Linked DNA regions of Rattus norvegicus: region 1 is linked to region 2. A link is a contact called in public Hi-C data. All regions are on one chromosome and are shown on one strand. The core of a region is the stretch at or near the end of the contact, and the rest is flanking DNA. Distances in the headings are between cores, read along the strand shown. Region 1 holds the start of Mrpl52 (mitochondrial ribosomal protein L52). Region 2 holds the start of Dad1 (defender against cell death 1).

The links. A called contact is a pair of places that touch in the nucleus more often than the background predicts.
Region 1: a contact with region 2 is called in a Hi-C map of the A7r5 cell line, with 2.5 times the contacts expected there. The contact joins the promoter of Mrpl52 here to the promoter of Dad1 in region 2. A contact is called at or near these places in 2 of 12 Hi-C or Micro-C datasets (the A7r5 cell line and hepatocytes).

The regions. Positions count from the first base shown.
Region 1 is chr15:31,851,670-31,854,518 of GRCr8, forward strand. Mrpl52 (mitochondrial ribosomal protein L52) reads left to right here and starts at 1,267. Exons shown (of 5, transcript NM_001108375.2): 1 at 1,267-1,317; 2 at 1,387-1,447; 3 at 1,524-1,591. The coding sequence starts at 1,290. It also overlaps a transcript of Slc7a7 not described here.
Region 2 is chr15:31,665,781-31,668,582 of GRCr8, forward strand. Dad1 (defender against cell death 1) reads right to left here and starts at 1,379. Exons shown (of 3, transcript NM_138910.4): 1 at 1,098-1,379. The coding sequence starts at 1,308.

The DNA of each region.
Region 1 (2,849 bases), core at 17-2,516, 190 kb after region 2:
CATCAGCAGGAGGTCTATTGGGAGGGAGAAAAAGCCCACAAGCCCCTTGTTTTATGCTGCCAGGCTTCTGTCTCAGGCTAGGAGGGGAGGAAGAAGCCAGACATCTTGGAAATTCATCATTATCTAGTCATGACCTTATCTGTCTGCCTACCAGGGAATCTGTCCAAGTCCTGGGCCCTTAATACAGAAATGCCTAATTTGGGAACACTTGAATATATATTGTGTGTTGGGGATGGACCTGAATTCTAAGCATAAAATTCCTTCATGCTGGATGTTATTTTTGTGTATGCTGGAGATGAATCCACAGTCTGAGAATGCTAGGCAAAGCACTACACCACAGCACCATTACCAGCCCTTAGCACACCTATTTTTTTGTTTGTTTTTTTACTAAAATTCCCCCGTGACTTCAGGTGTGTAATTTCCCATTGTAGTATCATGTTTGGATTCAACAAATTTGATTTTGAAGCACTTCAGAGTTCAGTTTTCAGGTTTGGACCACTCAAAGTATACTTAACTCATGAGAATGTGCGGTAGATGCTCTTTAAATCATCAGAATTATAACCCTGTATTCGGGAGCAGAGGCAGATGTATCTCTGTGAGTTCGAGGCCAGCCTGGTCTATATACTGAGTACCATAGTTGCATGGCGAGACCCTGTCTAAAAAAAAAAAATTGGCACCAGTACAACTTCCTCAAAAAAGTTTACCAGTGTCCTCAATTTCGTATTTCCATACATATTCTTGCAAATAACATATACTTCCCTTCCTAGCATTAGTCATGTCTATGATCATCTGTCTTCCCTAGACTCAATGTCTTATCTGGACTGCTTTTACCTATCCTTACAATCTCCAAACCCATTCATTACTTCTTCGATTCTGTTGGGTGAGAACCAAATTTTTCTGACTCGTTCTACACTTGATCGTACCATGATCAGAAAACAAACGTTAAAATGATGCAGAAGGCTGCACAATGAGGTTCGTTGGATGCGACACTTCTGAGTTACCCTAAATTTCCAAAGGCTGGAGGACGTCCAGGAAAGGTCTTGGAAACAGCTGAAAAGGATTCGGTCGCATTTATCTCGACCACCTCGGAGGTTGTAAGATGCACGCGCGGGACAGTTCCTCCTGTTCAGAACATACAGCCGGCAGCGAACTCTCACTTCCGTACGATGACCCAAGATGGTGGGACCCGCGATTGAAAACCACATTCAAGATGTCGGCTTCCGGTTTTCCCCGGCAGCGTCCTGCGTGGCTACCGGAGCCACGCCCACTTCCGGTTTCTTTGCTCCAGCATGGCTGCCTTAGGGACCTGGCTATCCAGTGAGTGATTGTGAGGTTGGGAACCCGGGGGCCGCGGGGCAACAGACCTCTAACTCGCTACTCTTCCAGTAGGTGTCCGGAGGTTGCACAGTAGTGCAGTGGCGCGGGCCGGCAGCCAGTGGCGACTCCAGTGAGTGCCGGGCGGGGACGCGGCGGGACCTGGCATCCCGCCGATTACTCACCCCCACTGTTTTTACCTCACCCAGGCAAGGGCTGGCTGCCAATCCTTCCGGCTATGGGCCCCTCACGGAGCTTCCTGACTGGTCTTTCGCGGGTGAGCCTTGATGTCAAGGTTTTTTTTCTTTTTCCTCTGAGACCACCCGGTTGTAGGGATTGGGGGGCGTGTCTGGGAAAATACTGAACCTTTTACTTAGGCAAGAGTTCGAAGCTCTAATTTTGTCTGACTACATAGCTGAGTGTTAGTTCACCCCTGAAGTTTTAGCTTTGGAGAGTTGAGGCAGAGGGATTGCTGTGAGGCAAATGCTATGTAGGGAACCCCTGATTATCCTGAACTACAGAATGAGACCCTGTGTATCAATAAATAATAAAAAGGCTAAGGAAAGTAATCTGTAGGGGATCGTGCCCAGGAGATACAAGGTAATTCTAACTTGGGCTGTCCTGGGGGCTGGAAGTGTGTGTGACTTTTATCCCCTCAGAAGTGGTATTTTGAGAATTTGGTTGCAAATACACAAGGAATTCTTTGAAAAGCTGCTGAAGAGAACACTGAAGATCCCTACAACTCTGAATATGGCAGACTCAATACAGGGAAGTCTCTTTTAAAAAAAAAAAAAGCGAATGAGCTGTCGACACGCCTCGAGATACGCCTCTAATGCAGTGACTGTTCTTCCGGAGGATTTGGGATCGATTCTCAACACCCACATGGTGACTCAAAATTGCTTGTAACTCCAGTTCCAAGATCTCTGATGTCATCTTTAAGCTTCCACCTGTACCATGCACCCACACGGTGTTCAGACATACATGCAAGGAAAACACCCAATCACATTAAGATAAAACTTTTAAAAGGGTAATGACACATACCTGCAATCAGCACTCAGGAGGCAGAAGCACTCAGAGCTACATTGTCAAACCTCGCCTCAAAAAAATCAAAAGTGGGGAAGAAGAAAAAAAAAAAAGCCCTGCATTTCATTATACAGTGAGATGAAGTTTAGCAAAGACTTACACTGAGTGAAGGGTTTCTGAAGGAAAAATTAATTCAGCATGGCAGACCACCCTAGGTCCGTGCTATTGACAGGGTTAAATGATAGGACCATGCCTAGGAACTCCGTTTTCATGATTCTGTTGTACCTCACCACGGATGCTAGATGAGTTTCAGCTGTGGTTGTGAACTGGGTTCCTCTTCAGTATTATTTTTGGTGAGCAGAACTGGGACCTGAACCTAGGGCCTCACACATGCTATCCCCGACCCCAACCATAGTCTGTGTGAACTGAAGAGGAAAGCTAGAGATTTACTCTCTTCTTAATTCCTATCACACCAGTGTTTGGACAAGATGCCCAGACCACATTGAACACTT
Region 2 (2,802 bases), core at 129-2,628:
ACCCTGTTCCTACACTTCTGTAACCAGAGGATAAATAAATAAGAGGCTCTCAGTAAGATGCTTTCTCCTGGCTGGTTAATTGAACTGCCTTGAATGGTACTGGGCACAGTAAAGAGGCTTGTCAGATCTGCCTAATGGTGCTAACAGATCCTGATGGTTAGGGTGTAGCCTCAGGGAACTGAACCAAAACCCAAAGACGACCACTTAACAAGCTGATTGTGCAGCTCCAGTTCTGATTGTGCCCAGTGTGCCCAAACTAGCAATGTGAATGTGTACATGTGACTGAGATTTATGTTAAGACTGTAAATCAAATCTCCAGACAAGTCCAATGCCACCTTTTGTCTCTGCCCAAACCAGCTCTACTTCGCTGAAAAAAACAATTGCTAATAAACTCCCAAAACACTGCTGATCCTAATACATGTGGTAGTAACATTCCTGAGCCACCTGGTCCCAGAGTTCTCTCAATCCCATGGGGCAAGAAAGGTCGGGGTTCAGATAAAACACATGGCGGCAATCCTCATTAAGTCTGTAAGTCTGTAAGGTTATCAAATGTGTAGACCAGAAAGAAGGGCTAATACACAATTGTGCGAATAAAAAACTGAGTTCGGGATAATGAGAAAAATCACAGAAACTATGCACAGAAATAAGAAGGGGCAACTAAAAAGTCAGCATCAATGGATTGCCTCCTCACAATCAATCACTAATATTTAAATTCCTATACTATCACTAAAGTCTTCTCCTAGATGGAGTAGGGATTAGGCCAAAGTGATGGAAATGGTTCAGTTTGACTTTCCATTTAAAGCTCTTACAAACTTGAAATTTGTATTAAGGCTTCATCAAAATTGGGTATTTTTTCATTAGAGCGGTATTAACTACGACGACCACCAGAAGAGCTATTTCTTTACATATTCAGTTTCAGCTCCTAGCCAGCTGTTTGGCATTAGAAATGTGACAACATTTCTGAGTTTCCTTCCTGGATCCCAAGAAGTAAGAGTGACTTCACAGGCGACGACTTTCTACAAACTACCAAAGGGTACAGTGAGGACGAAGCTGCGTGCCAAAAGTGGGACATTATTATTAGGATACAGAATCATTACCCGCTAAGATGAAGCTGCCCACACAAGAGATGAAGCCAGAGAGGAAAGAGTTGAAGGGGAAGGTGCCCACGAGGAGACAGTAGCCGAACTGCAGCGCCCCGGTCAGCAATATATAAAGGAGATAGGCATCCAGCAACTTCAGCCGCTGTGGAGTGGAGCTCAAGTACTCCTCCAGGAACCGGGAGATGACGGACACCACAGACGCCGACATGACGAACCCGGGAACTTCGGATACCGGACGAACACAGGGTATGTGGCTCGCGCGTGCGCGTTAGCGGGCTCTAGCCACTCCCACGCCGGCGGGCCAATTGGGTCCGGGGTAAAAGCCAACCTTGGCGCCTCACAATTAATGCGCAGACGCAGACTACATCCCCAGACTGAAAACTACAGCCGGAAATAAATTAATGCGCCTGCGCATGGCCTATCTCCTCTCTGAAGACGTGTACTACATTCTTATTTCCGTCCTGCGTTTGTTGACGCCCACTGTTGCTCTGGCGACGAGATTTGTGACGGGAACAGGGGGAGAACTTTAACGGCGGACACAGAAGCATAACAGAGAGTTCCGGCTCTCTTTGAGTTCCTTGTCCTCAGTGGTGAAGCTTGGGAATCTGCTTAGAAACCAAGCTGGCGGTCCAGGGATTTAACCTGCCTGCCCCTAATCCTCTTAAAAGTTGTCTTCAGATGTCTGTGACCAATCATTAGAGCAGGACAAGGTCCTCCACAGTGAGAACTATGCTTATACGGGGCAAGCGCCAGTTTACACTGGCGGGAGAGGGTTGACCTCTACAGGATCCTGAACTGGAAGGCTGGATCTGGCCCCTACGAAGAACCTAACCCAGCAGGTATTCATTCATTCTACAAACGTTTATTGGGCACCACGGAGGGCCAGTAGCTTGTAGTTAAGTCGAGAAATTTTTAGGATAATCAATCACCGTCTAAAAAGAGAACTAGTCACTTGTGCATAGAGTGAAGGGTCAGGATCAGCAGCAATCCGCCCAAAACTATAATATCCAGAGATGTCAAGGTTGAAAGGCTCCGACGAGCATGTTTGGTTCAACCTTATCCTGTATGAATCATTTTATAGAAAAATGAAAGTTTGAGGTTTTAACAAGTACAATTAATTGCTTTTTAGCTAATCTCAATTGAAGAAAACTTTAGTTCTGCCCTCTGGTTTGCACTGCCCTTACAAGTTCACAAAATCCAGCCTTCTAAACCTAGTATTTTGTCTTTTGGTTGAAAAGCCTACCTGCGTATAATCCGGTACTTCATTTCCGCGTTTAAGTCACTTTCAACTGCCCTAACTAAAGAGAAGAGCAAAATTTTTAAAACAACTGAACTACTGTCACTTGTTATCTGTATTTAGCCCGCAACACTTAACACCACAATCCTATGAGGAATAAATAGCCCTGCCCAGGTTCCAGTGAATCATTCGTGTCCTTGGAAAGCATTAGTCTGTTAAAAGAGGTAAATCTGTATTCACAACGGAGACATTTGCACTCCTGAAGTGCTCTTGTGTTATTGTAGAGCAAGTGGGATGTGGAAGGATAGCCAGACTGGTTCCTAGTCCACATAATATGGCATGCATCTGAATTGAACCCTCCTCCCTGTCTCGTCACAAGTAGAACAGACTCCTCTGCTATTCAACTTAAGGCCAAGTGGGCTAACTGGCTGTTTCTACTCATCCAGTAATGAATTCTTCCAAAAG